Linked DNA regions of Mus musculus: all the other regions are linked to region 1. The links are chromatin contacts, called in public HiChIP or PLAC-seq and promoter capture Hi-C maps. All regions are on one chromosome and are shown on one strand. The core of a region is the stretch at or near the end of the contact, and the rest is flanking DNA. Distances in the headings are between cores, read along the strand shown.

Region 1 (3,990 bases), core at 345-2,844:
AAGAATAGAGGGAGAATGTAAACGGTCACATTGAATTTTAATCTTTCTGATTTTTTTCTGGACCTTTTAGGAATTCAACTCATGGGTCTGTGCAATAGTTTAATTGTATAAAACTCGCTTTTTAAAAGATTTGTTTATTTATTTATTATATGTAAGTACACTGTTGCTGTCTTCAGACACTCCAGAAGAGGGCGTAAGATCTCCTTACGGATGGTTGTGAGCCACTGAGTGATTGTTGGGATTTGAACTCAGGACCTCTGGAAGAGCAGCCGGTGCTCTTAACTGCTGAGCCATCCCTCCAGCCCTAAAACTCATTTCTTTTTTGTTTTGTTTTGTTGTTTTTTTGAGACAGGGTTTCTCTGTATAGCCCTGGCTGTCCTGAAACTCACTTTGTAGACCAGGCTGTCCTCGAACTCAGAAATCCACCTGCCTCTGCCTCCCGAGTGCTGGAATTAAAGGCGAGTGCCACCACGCCCGGCCCTAAAACTCATTTCTTACTCTATAGCCTATAAACATATCTTTCTGACTTTCAAGCCCCTTCCAGAAGTTTGGCTTTCTGAAATTGTAACACATTAGTGAAACTTTTCCTGTTTTTAATTGAAAAGAAATATTTTTATACAGCATATTTCCCCTCCCTCATCTCCTCCAAGATCTTCCCACTTCCCTTCCTATCTAACTCCCGATGAAAACAAACAGGCATCTTAAAACAACAGAAACATAATAAAAGAGTTTGCCGTGTACCCATATCTTGAGATGACTGTAGATGATGCCCAATTATGTTGTGTGTGGCGTGGGGGTGAGTGGGAATGAGTTTTAACCAGGGTTTGATGCTGCTTGCTGGTCTAGGACTTTTTAGATCTTAGTATGATGGCAGGGACTCCTGGTTGTCTTATCCTGCCAAATGGTTTCAGTCAGAGTTTCCCTAGCCCATTAGAAATGTTCACTAACTTGTAACGCTTAAAGAAAAAAACTCTCCTTCTTCCTGGGAGCTTCCTGTGTAAAGAGCCCAATGGGCTGTTCCTCACTGCACCCATCAACACATCTAGGAGACAGGCTAGGAAGATGGCAGGAAAGTGCCCTGTACTAAAGGGAAAACAGCAGGCACATGCACACACACCACTACCGCCGTCCAACCCACAGAGACAAAAACGTAAAACCTATACAACCTTAATACAGATATGATATAATATAATAAAATAAATATAATATATATAATATAATACATATTTAAACCCTTGGCGTGCAAGCAGAAACTCTATCAGGGCCACTACCATCTTCTTTACAGCAGAAATGTGACCAGTGCCAGTTCTGCAGGATGAGTGACAAATGCTGCCAAGCTTCCGCCGGGTGGCGCCAACGCGCAGAACACAGGCGCAGGCTGGGCGGGGCTGGGACAGAGGAACAGCAAGGGCCAGGAGAGATCGCGCAGGCTCACTATTCTCCTACTGCCTAAGTGGGCGGTCCGCATGGATGATTTGCTTATCTATGAAATAACGCGAGAGTTATTTCAAATCCCGCACCTACCCTCTCCCTCTCTATAGGCTAAATCCTGCCCTGGACCCGCCCTTTGGGGCATAAGCCCCGCCTCCACAGAACCTGTTTCCGGTGTTGTACTGCGGCGGTGGTTGGCTGGCTGGGCAGACAACATGGCGGCGTCCGTGCTAGGCTCGCTGCTGCGGACCTTCCGGCAGGTCAGGCCCCTGCCTTTCTCGCCAGCCTACCCCTTCCCTGATTTCCGTGTCCTGTGGGTCCCTCGTAACCCTGTCACCTGTAATGCGCACGGAGGACCGATCCCAAGGCTCCTATCTGCTTTCCCGTCCTGGCTAGGTTAGGAGAGCCCAGAGCAGCAGTCGAGGGCTTGGTATTCAGGTGTGATCCGTCATGTGAAAGCTGCGAGAATGACTCCGGGTTATAAGGAGCCGAGTGTGAGTGGAGAAGAGAGGGGAGAGTCGGATGATTGAGACCTCAGAGGCTCCGATTATGCAAAGAGACTGTAGGGAACTAGCTGTCAGCCAGTGGTGGCTTGGAAGCAGGTGGTGACAATTTCGAATGGGGAGCAGGCCATTCCGCTAAAGCAGAATTAGTTAAAGGAAGGGCCGAGAATTGGCTGTAGAGTTAAGGAGTGGGAGTGTTATGATGCGGATAGAAACTGGAACGAGCAGCAAAGGACGTTGGAGAAGTCTTGGATAGTTTTGTTGGGGAGGGGTGTCAACTAGAGGGAGACCTGGGTGGACCTGGGTTGTTTTTTCTTTACTGTGACATTGCGTCATATCTGTATATTAGAGTGGGGGAACACTGATATAAAGAATAGGGAAGAATCGCTGGAGATCTGCCTTTTTTTTGCAGGCAAGAGGTGATATAGTCTGTGTATGAATTTTGATTTTAGGAATGTGGTTAAGTCATGAATAGCAGTTTCGTCCAGTAGAATTGTAATGCAAACCACAAGGATAATTTAAATATTTTCTAATATTTATATTGAAGTTTAAAAAGGAGGTGCGGTTAATTTTGATAGATATTTTTAGTCAGGTCTATCCTTATCCTAACAAGTCAAAATTAGAATGACTTATGTGACATTTGCATTCTTCTGTTGGAAGCAGGTTTCAAAGTCTGTGTATCTGACACTTAAAATATATATATATCGCAGTTGGGATGCTAACTTTTGCAGTTGGACCAAAACCAAACTTTTAAGCGAGTTAATACCAAGAATTATGTCCCCACTTGTACTGCTTACAGTTCCAGTGCGTATTAGCTGTATCCATGGTTCATGGCCACTGTAATGGACAGAGGTGTCATATAACCAATGAGAGGGGTGTAGAGTGTAGTACAAATACTGCCGAGGGGGCACAGGTATGGTAGTGGGAGTTTGGAAATTCTCTCCAGATTGCTTCTAATTTTATAACTAAGGGTACTGAAGTCATCAGAACCTGAGGGTGTGGGAGAAGGTAACAGTGACTTAAGAAAGAAGAATGAATACACCTGCAAATTGTCCCCAGATTTCCACCTGAGTTGTAGTATGCATGAGGTATGCACATGCACACACAAATAAATGCCATAAGTTACTTCCTAAAACTATTAAGTCTTCCCCCCATGAGATGGCTCAGTGGGTAAAATGCTTGCCACCAAGCCTGTGCAGTTCAATCTAAGGCCCCATGTTGTAGGGGGGTAACTGACTCACAGAAGCGTTGTCCTTGTCCACCCTCCACACATGCCCGTCCATACACAAGCACACATGTGCACTCAGACATGCCAAATAGAATTTAACTGCTCAAAGTCATTTAACGAGTGACTGAAAGTTTGTAGGATAATCCTTGTCTCTCTTTTTTAGGCAGTTCCTCCATCAGCGTCAGGTCAAGTTCGAGGTTACTATGTAGACTGGAGAATGTTGCGTGATTTGAAGAGACGGAAAATGGCTTATGAATATGCAGATGAGAGGCTTCGGATCAATTCGCTCAGAAAGAATACCATTTTGCCAAAGGACCTTCAGGTTAGCCAGTTGAGTCCCTTTCTTGCACAAAAGCATTAACTATCCTCATATTCTGTTTTATGCTGTTTTATTGCAACTTCTTAATGTAATTTCTGGAGAATAAGATCAAATATTCAAGTCTACATATATAGCCTTAAAACTGGCTTTGGTCAGCTTAGGATAAAGGACAACTACTCAGTCTTTCCTGGTTCTTCAGCCTTGTCATTATATAATCCCTAGAAAGTACTAGTACCAAGTACTAGTACCAATCGTGTGCCTGTTTGACCAATTGGGCTTGACCCCTACAGACAGTCCTGGCAGCCACCATTTTACTCTCTGCTTCCATGAACAACATTGTCTTGAGCTGAGTGCCCGAGGCTGTCTTCTCCTATTAAGTAGAAGAAGCGTAATACCACATTGTGGTAAAAGCCACAAGAGAGAGGTCCTGGGAACTCAGTTTTCTGCTCATTTGCTTAAAAACAGGCAAAATTTAAAAGATATAGCAGCCACCAGGACAGCCAGAGCTA
Region 2 (4,049 bases), core at 603-3,102, 140 kb after region 1:
GTATGTGTGTGTGTGTGTGTGTGTGTGTGTGTGTGTGTGTGTGTGTGTGTAAAATCTTGTGTGCCCAGTCCAACTCCTCGCTCTTTTATACTAAGTTCTGGACTAGTTAAGGTAAAAGTCATTAGGGACTAGGAAGACAGCTCGGTTGGTAACATGCTTGCCATGAAAGCATGAGGACCTGAGTTTGATCTCCAGAATCCATATAAAAAGTTGGTGAGGTGGACCATCTTTGTAATCTAAGTGTTGGGGACGTGGAGACAAGTGGACTGTTAGGGCTTGTTGGCCAACCAGACTAGCCTAATTGGTGAGTTCCAGGCCAATAACAGACCTTGTTTCAAAACACAAGATGGCCAGCTCCTGAGGAATGATACCCAAAGATGTTGTCTAGCTTCCACGTGCACACACAAGCACATGCACGCATTATCCCCCCCACACACTCAAGAAACAAAAGTCACTAAAATTGGATCAAGTAGCTGGGCTATTCTCAAGCTCACCACAAAGCCAAGGATCTCCTTTAACTTCCTGATCCTTCTGCCTCCTACCCCCATGTGCTGGGATCACAGGCATGCACCACCACTCCTGGTTTGTGCAATGGTAGAAATCTAGCCAGGGCTTCATTCATACTAGGCAAAACCATTTACTAAATGAGGTACAACTCCAGCTCCTACTTCATTTTTTATTTTACTTTTCCATAGCAATTAAGGCTAGCATGCCATTCATATTACTCATGAGGGTTTTATTTTTTTTAAAGGTTTTTTTTTTAAAGATTTATTTATTTATTTATTTATTTATTTATTTATTTATTTATTTATTTATTATATGTAAGCACACTGTAGCTGTCTTCAGACACACCAGAAGAGGGCATCAGATCTCATTACGGATGGTTGTGAGCCACCATGTGGTTGCTGGGATTTGAACTTCAGACCTTCGGAAGAGCAGTCAGGTGCTCTTACCCACTGAGCCATCTCACCAGCCCCCATGAGGGTTTTAAAAACATCATTATTATTTCCATCAGGATTTTCAGAAAAAATTACCCTTGATCTTACCAAAAAGCCAACAATCAATTTTTTTATGAAAAAATCTTGAATCTCAAGATTCTTCATATCTTACAAACAGATTCTGTTAACTAAGTATGAACAAGTAGTAGGTGGACTTCCTTCATACATCTACATACATGCATCATAATATTATCTAAAAGAGGTAAGACAGGCTGACTCAAAATCATTATAGAAATAATTAAGAACTACATTTTATACCCTTCCTTCGGCAGTGCTTCTTGCCTACAGAACCCACATTAACCTGCATGGCAATCTTCTTTACCCTCTCCATTTTTATGGAAGAGAAAACTGAAATGGTGAACATAGAGAGCGGCCAGAGCTGGTGAGGAAGAAACCAAGCCTTGAATTCCTCTAACAAGGCTTCAGGCAACTACATTCTTACCCCCTCGTGGGGTCTAATGGAGGAACTGCAGAGTCAGAATAAATAACAGTCTAGGTTCCCAGGGGGAACAACTTACCGATCTGGGCTTAAAAAGTAAATGAGTTTGCTTGACCACACGGCTATGGGAAGAAACGGGAAAATAATTGAGCCAGCGCTTCACATATCTGCTTAGATTAATTAATTCTAACAATCCCCTGTGTGGTTGACATTGGCCTTATTTTATGATTAGGAATACACCGTGTTCAAGGAGATTCAGTAACTGTTTCAGGATCCCTTAGTCAGTAGGAACCAGACACAGAATTAAACCTTGATGGGCCAACCCCCCAAATCCCTACCTTCAGGAACTCTACAGAAGGAAGTGTCCTAGGCAGAAGAGACAGTTTGTGACAAGAGCATGACATCCTGGTGTGGACTGAGAGTAAATGTGCTGAGCTGAATCGTTTGAGTGCATCCTTCAGATAACAGGGGCTGCAGTTTTCTCTGCACCAAGAAGCAATTAGAGGAGTTTTATCTCCCCCTGGGCTAGGAGTTCAGCTTGGTTGGAGAGAACCTCCCTAATGTGAGGTATCGGGTAGAGAAAACTAGAGGGGACAGAAAGTAAAGGCAGAAATCTGTTCTGAATGCTCCAAGACAACCCCACTTTATCAGTCAGCCTTCTTAAAAACCTCCCCTTTTGTGGAAAAATGTTTGCTACAAATTTTTAAAACAGTGACAATCCTACAATTAGGTAAAACAATTTATTCAAACCCTGTTCTTGCTTAAAATACTCATTCAATTAAAATACACTATAGGCTTTCTTCTTCCATTGGGCATTGTGCTAGACATCTACTTGTACAATTCACTGACTCTCCTTTAGGCAAAGAAGGAATGGGAGAAGGGGCAGAGTTGACGTGTAGGTAAGTTTATGCAGGAAAGTCACATTAGTCCAGAGCACTGAGGTAAATCAGAACTCTCAGTTAATGTGCACACAACTGAAATTCTTTGCCAAAGAAGTGGGCTGATAGAAATGGGGGTGCAGCTGTGAAAAAAAGTAAGCTCTTTCAGATAATCTGGTGGTTTGGGAGAAAACTGGAGAGCTGGCAAATACTGACAAAAATAGGACTGCAGCATGTGGTAGTAGATACTGGAGGTACAGCTCAGAGCTGCAAAGTAAGACTCATGCTCAGATGTAGAGAATAGTTTCAGAGACAGCAAGAAAGCATTTATATTCAACAGACTATGAAAAGAAATGGGGAAATTTGTGTTTTGAAGCCCTAGCTCCCCAGAGTGTTTAAAAGTATTAAACATAAAGCCTTTAAAGTGGAATTAATGCCAAGCAAGGTGCTCCCTATTTTAAAGTGACTTGTGTTCTTAGGACACAGAACACACAGACAATAGGAGATTAAAAAATGTGTCCACTGTGTGCCATTGAGAGGGTCCTCTCATAAATCAACTCTAAATATCCCTTGATCTTAGGCATTTAGTCTCTAGGACTTTAGGAAAATCAATTTCTTTTGCTTGAGACTCCCAGGTTGTGTAAGATTCTTGTTATGACCATTATAGTAATAGCAAATGCATACAGACACAAAAAATGGTAGCTGGTAGCATACAGACACAAAAACTGGGGGAGAAATGAAGATATGGGGGAAGTGAAAAGAGAGAGAGAGAAAAAAGTTCAGAGGAGGGGAGGGAGAGTGAGCAAAGGGAGCAGAAGGGGAGGGAGAGGGAAAAGGAGAGGGAGAGGAGGAGGGGGGAAGAGAGAGAGGGGGAAAGGGAGAGGGAGAGGGGAAGGGAGAGGGAGAGAAAATGAGAGAGAGAGAGAGAGAGAGAGAGAGAGAGAGAGAGAGAGAGAGAGAGAGAGAGAGAGAGAATGAGAGAACAAGGGAGCAGAGAACTTTTGTCTTTAGTTGTTTGCCTTTAAGTGGAAATTTATAAAAGTTTATAAACATGTAAGAAATTTCAGCTTAAACTTTTAGGCCAAACGTCTCCAGAGATACTTTTATTGAGAGTACAGTGACCCTCGGGTAAGAGATAACAGGGAATAAGCTGTGCCTGGACAGAACATAAAATGCACATAGACATCTTTGAAGCATGTACTGAACTGGTGCCAAACTGAGTAGCAGAATACTGCCTTGGTCAACTGTGGCCCTGTTTGTGTGGTTTGTAGTGTAAGATTCCCTTACAATACAATACCACCCCCACCCCCATTAAGTATCTGAAAGAGACAGTGAGCTACATATTATGATTGGAGTAGGCAATCCTTTGAGAAATATTTTAGTTTTTATCATGCTATGACCAAATACTTAAAGAAAACAAGAGAGGGAAGGCAGTCTAATTTGTGGTTTTGGAAATGCCTGTCCACAATCCTTGATTCTGTTGATTCTTGGTTAGTTCTGCAGCAGATTTTGGCCCCAGAAGTATAATATAAAAGAGCTTCCCACACCTTACAACAGCCAGAAAGCAGCCAGAAAAAAGGGATAAAGACAAGATTTTTCCCCCTCAGTGCCTGCCCCTGGTTACTTTCCCCAATTGGATCCCACTTCCTATTTTCTTTTTGATTTAAATTTCTTTTTTAGATTTTAAAAGTATGTGTAAGTGTTTTGGTTAAATATATGTCCATGCAGCACATG
Region 3 (4,153 bases), core at 1,079-3,578, 200 kb after region 1:
AAGTCTCCAAATAGCCAGAATAGCTAAAAAAAAAAAAAAAAAAAAAACCAAACCAAACCAAACCAAACCAAACCAAAAACAAAAAACAAAAAACCTGGGGTGCATAGTGAGGGGTGGGAGGGGAAAGTTATTTCCAAAATGCTTCCACTGTTCAGGCAGAGGTTATTTCTAGCAATTTATTAATAGGTGTTAACTTTCTGAAAATACCTCCTACCTTCAGAAACTCAACTTTTGCCCAATCTTACAACCAAGATAATACCATGCTTTGATGGCATTTACAGCTTTGGGCTCAACCTGCTTCCACTTTACCTGCCTTTATAATGGGACTAATCTTACTATGCTAAGGATACAATCTGTAATCAAGTTTTCCAAACTGAACTGAACTCTGCCTCCTCTCCTCTGTGACTCTCCGTTCCCCTGACTCAGAATGAAGGATGGCCGTGAGCATTATTGTAACCACTCACTGGAAGCGGTGGCTTGAGAGCAAAAACGAATGTCCACTGTAACTGTTAAAAGCAGCAGGTGGATACACGTGGGTAACATCTGTTTGAAGTTTTGAGCACTATTCTAGGTCAGAAGGGGTCAGCAAAGTAATTTCTTCCCTTGTAAAACTCTGGTAAGAAATATTGAGACAAAAGATTCATCATTTATTTCTTACGTTGTGTTTTATGTGCTATTCAATAAACAAGAAAAAGGCATTATTGAACAAAAGCAAATAACAATGTTGTTATGGCTATTTGCTACTTTCAATATTAAGTCTACCTACTATGTATACGTCTAAGAGCAAAATAATTAATAAATAATAACTAAGAGTATATAAGCCAGGTGTACTGGCATATACCTTTAGTTCCAGCTAAAGGATATCTATTAGTATCTGTGAGTTCAAGGCCAACCCAGAGATATGTGAGACTGCCTTAAAACAAAACAAAACAAACAAAAGAGCATATATATATATATATATATACATATATATGCATATATATATATATATATATATATATATACATACATGAATTAGTATTTAAATGTGCCAAGATCTGGGTTAATTACATTAAAATCATATCTTATTTTGTTTGTTTGGGTGGTTGGCTGGGTTGTTTTTTGTTTGTTGGTTTGGTTTGGCTTGGGTTTTGGTTTTGGTTTTTCAAGACACAGTTTCTCTGTGTAGCCCTGGCTGTCCTGGAACTCACTCTGTAGGCCAGGCTGGCCTTGAACTCAGGGATGCACCTGCCTCTGTCTCCCAAGTGCTTGGATTAAAGGCATGCACCAATACTGCCTGGCTTAAAAACATATCTTTATTCCTCACACATCAACCCTAAGCTTTCACAAAAAGAAATTATGATTTCCAGGATGAGCTAGGAATAGTAGTACATCTACCAGAAATCAGAGGATGAGGCAGGAGGATGGAAGGTCCAAGCCACCCTGGGTTACACAATGAAGCCTTACTTCAAAATTCAAAAAACAGCTTTACAGAAATCCATGTGGATTTTCTAGGGCTGCCCAGTACAAGCTACAGATCACGGATGGTAATTTAAGCAGCACAGTTATAAATGTCATCTTATAAAGCACTAAGTCAGAGAAGGCGACTCAGTAACAAATGATTATTTACAGCATAGATCTCAAAGTAGCACCCTATGTTTTACTGGTGTGTGTGTGTGTGTGTGTGTGTGTGAGAGAGAGAGAGAGAGAGAGAGAGAGAGAGAGACAGAGAGACAGAGAGAGACAGAGAGAGAGAGAGACAGAGAGACAGAGACAGAGAGACAGAGAGACAGAGACAGACAGACAGAGACAGAGAGACAGACACAGACACAGAGAGAGACAGAGTCCTGTATGGTGGTGCTGAGTAGAGGTCTCTGGGTCCCTTAAACAGGATTGTGGAACTCTGACTTCCTCCCCCCTTATACTTTCTGGTTATGAGGTTAAGAGGTTTTGTTCTAACAATATGAACTAACCAGAACCTCCATAGCTCCCTGGGACTAAACCACCAACCAAAGAAAACACACGGAGGGACTCATGGCTCTAGCTGCATGTGTAGCAGAGGATGGCCTAGTCAGTCATCAATGAGAGGAGAGACCCTTGGTCCTGTGAAGGTTCTATGCCTCAGTATAGGGGAATGCCAGGGCCAGGAAGCGGGAATGGGTGGGTTGGTGAGCAGGGGGAGGGGGGAGAGGGGAGAGGGGATTTTCAGAGGGGAAACTAGGAAAGTGGATAACATTTGAAATGTAAATAAAGAAAATATCTAATAAAAAAAAGAGGTTTTGTTCTGAACTGCTGTCATGACGTGCTACTAACCATAGGTCTAAGGAAATGAGGTCATCTAACCACACAGTGAAATTTATAAACTGTGAGCTAAAAGAACCCTTTTCTCTTTGTAGATTATCTCAGGCACATATTACAGCAGTAAAAAGCTTAGAGGACAATAAGGAAATTTACCCTTATCTCAGTATTATTTAATGTATCCTCCAAATTCAAAGGATTAAAGGAAGTCCTCCATTTAAATACAAGTAAAACCACAGAGCAGAAAGTAAAAATAGGTGCATTGCACCCAAACAAAACTCTATCATTTGTTTCAATATTGAAAACACTCACAAAAAAGTGGCTGACTGCTGTCAGGATATGAGACAATAACAATCCAGTCTGTTGCAGAAAGAATGGGTTATCACTTTCCTCTAGTGATGGCAGATTGAAATCAGCCTTGTGTTCATGAAGAAATGGTTCTTTAATTGATCTGGACACTGCAGTTTCATAATCCAGTCACAGTCTGGCAACATGTTTGCCTTAAAGAACACCTACAACTAATTGCCCCAAATTGAGCTCTAATGTGCAGATGACAGTGCTCCTGGGTAGACTAACTACTAAGCCCTCACAATCCTACATAAATAAAGGCTGGCAGTTGAGCACTCACTGAAAGAAAGACTGAACATTTGGCTGTGATGAGCAGACAACCGTGGGTTCAGAGAAAGCTGGCAGCTTATGAGAGACGCTATCAAAAGCCGTGCTGACAGCACTGGGGAGACAAGGTCATGTCAAGAAAGGGCCACATGCACATCAACACCTGGGTCAGCATGTGGGAAAGGAAAGTTACCAATGGAGTGCAAGGTCAACAAATCTGAAGGGACCAAGATAAAAGGATGCCACGGGCAGCAGGAGGAATGGAAGATATACTGACCAAAGAAAACAGCATACTAAAATCAAATCAAGTGACAAGCACATCTGATAATTGCTAGTATTATTAGGACATTCATTAACCTACCATCTTCAGCACTTTATGGCTTTTTTTCTCCATGAGTCCTCCTCTATAAATCTGTGCAATATTTGTAATTGTTACCATTTCTGAGCCAGAAAAACTGAGCCTCAGAGGCACCACACTGTTGCTAGCTCTTAACGCCAGGTTCAGAATTAGGACTGTCAGCGTGACACAGATCCTCGGGATTCTCATTCACTTCATTGTAAGCTTATTCAGTAAAACTTCCGGTAGGTACCTGTGGTGGTGAGGGATGGCTACAAGTCCCTGACACTTCTCCCACTGAGAGGTAGGGCCTCTGGACTCTCTGAATTGGGGAACTATGTCACTGCTTTGATGAGCGAATACGGTGGGAGGGATGCAAGGCCTGCTTCTGAACCCTGGATTCAGGGACTGATTCTCTGCTCTCTCTGACTAGTCACTCTTGCTATGGCATAGGAAGGACAAGAATACTTAGACCTTCATGTTCTAAGATGAACAATGAGAGGGCATGGTGGACCAGACAATGTCACTGATAGACCAAGGATTGCCAAGATGCTGATATATAAAAGAAGTGAATTATATGTTCTAATTCATGCCACGTGAACCAAAAATTGGTCATATAGCTGAGCTTTCCCCAATCTTTAACTCATGAGACCATGAACAAAATTAATAAGTGATTTTAATTTTTAAAACATTCATTGAAATAACTTAACTAGGAAAATGTCTGAAAAAAACCACAGTTCCAAGAATTTCTGCATACCTTTTACAAAATTTCACCAATGTCAGTATGCTACATAACTAGATGACACATAATGACCAAAACCACAAAGAATAAAACCTTGGTCAAAATCTCCACAAATGTCACCTTTTCTCACGTAGGATATAATCCTAGCCCACACTTGGAAATTCAATTTCCCAACCATCTAG

What was found. Promoter capture Hi-C pulls out the DNA fragments that hold promoters and counts their contacts. HiChIP or PLAC-seq counts read pairs in DNA pulled down with a chosen protein or histone mark.
Region 2: a contact with region 1 is called in a promoter capture Hi-C map of the HPC-7 cell line, with 2.9 times the contacts expected there. The contact joins the enhancer-like site here to the promoter of Mrps14 in region 1. A contact is called at or near these places in 4 of 39 promoter capture datasets (the 3T3-L1 cell line, the HPC-7 cell line, HPC-7-derived erythroid cells and 1 more), 3 of 115 datasets of contacts at active chromatin or transcription factors (the HPC-7 cell line, the SCID.adh cell line and bone marrow-derived macrophages) and 2 of 9 other capture datasets (liver and pancreatic islet).
Region 3: a contact with region 1 is called in an H3K4me3 HiChIP or PLAC-seq map of bone marrow-derived macrophages, with 4 times the contacts expected there. The contact joins the enhancer-like site here to the promoter of Mrps14 in region 1. A contact is called at or near these places in 6 of 39 promoter capture datasets (the C10 cell line, the HPC-7 cell line, HPC-7-derived erythroid cells and 3 more), 3 of 484 Hi-C or Micro-C datasets (LSK cells, bone marrow-derived macrophages and embryonic fibroblasts), 7 of 115 datasets of contacts at active chromatin or transcription factors (the SCID.adh cell line, bone marrow-derived macrophages, embryonic basal ganglia and 3 more) and 2 of 9 other capture datasets (macrophages and pancreatic islet).

Annotation. Positions count from the first base shown.
Region 1 is chr1:160,193,621-160,197,610 of GRCm38.p6, forward strand. Mrps14 (mitochondrial ribosomal protein S14) reads left to right here and starts at 1,595. Exons shown (of 3, transcript NM_025474.4): 1 at 1,595-1,691; 2 at 3,326-3,484. The coding sequence starts at 1,647.
Region 2 is chr1:160,328,544-160,332,592 of GRCm38.p6, forward strand. The region is part of intron 19 of Rabgap1l (RAB GTPase activating protein 1-like); the gene reads right to left. Among named protein-coding and RNA genes, the nearest start is that of Mir1927, 35 kb to the left of the region's middle. Within about 2 kb of position 1,853, at least 25 of the 459 cell types and tissues checked have an H3K27ac peak or open chromatin away from gene starts, as enhancers often do. A contact at or near this core is called in the HPC-7 cell line, where this site is marked.
Region 3 is chr1:160,394,908-160,399,060 of GRCm38.p6, forward strand. The region is part of intron 17 of Rabgap1l (RAB GTPase activating protein 1-like); the gene reads right to left. Among named protein-coding and RNA genes, the nearest start is that of Mir1927, 100 kb to the left of the region's middle. Within about 2 kb of position 2,329, at least 20 of the 459 cell types and tissues checked have an H3K27ac peak or open chromatin away from gene starts, as enhancers often do. A contact at or near this core is called in bone marrow-derived macrophages, where this site is marked.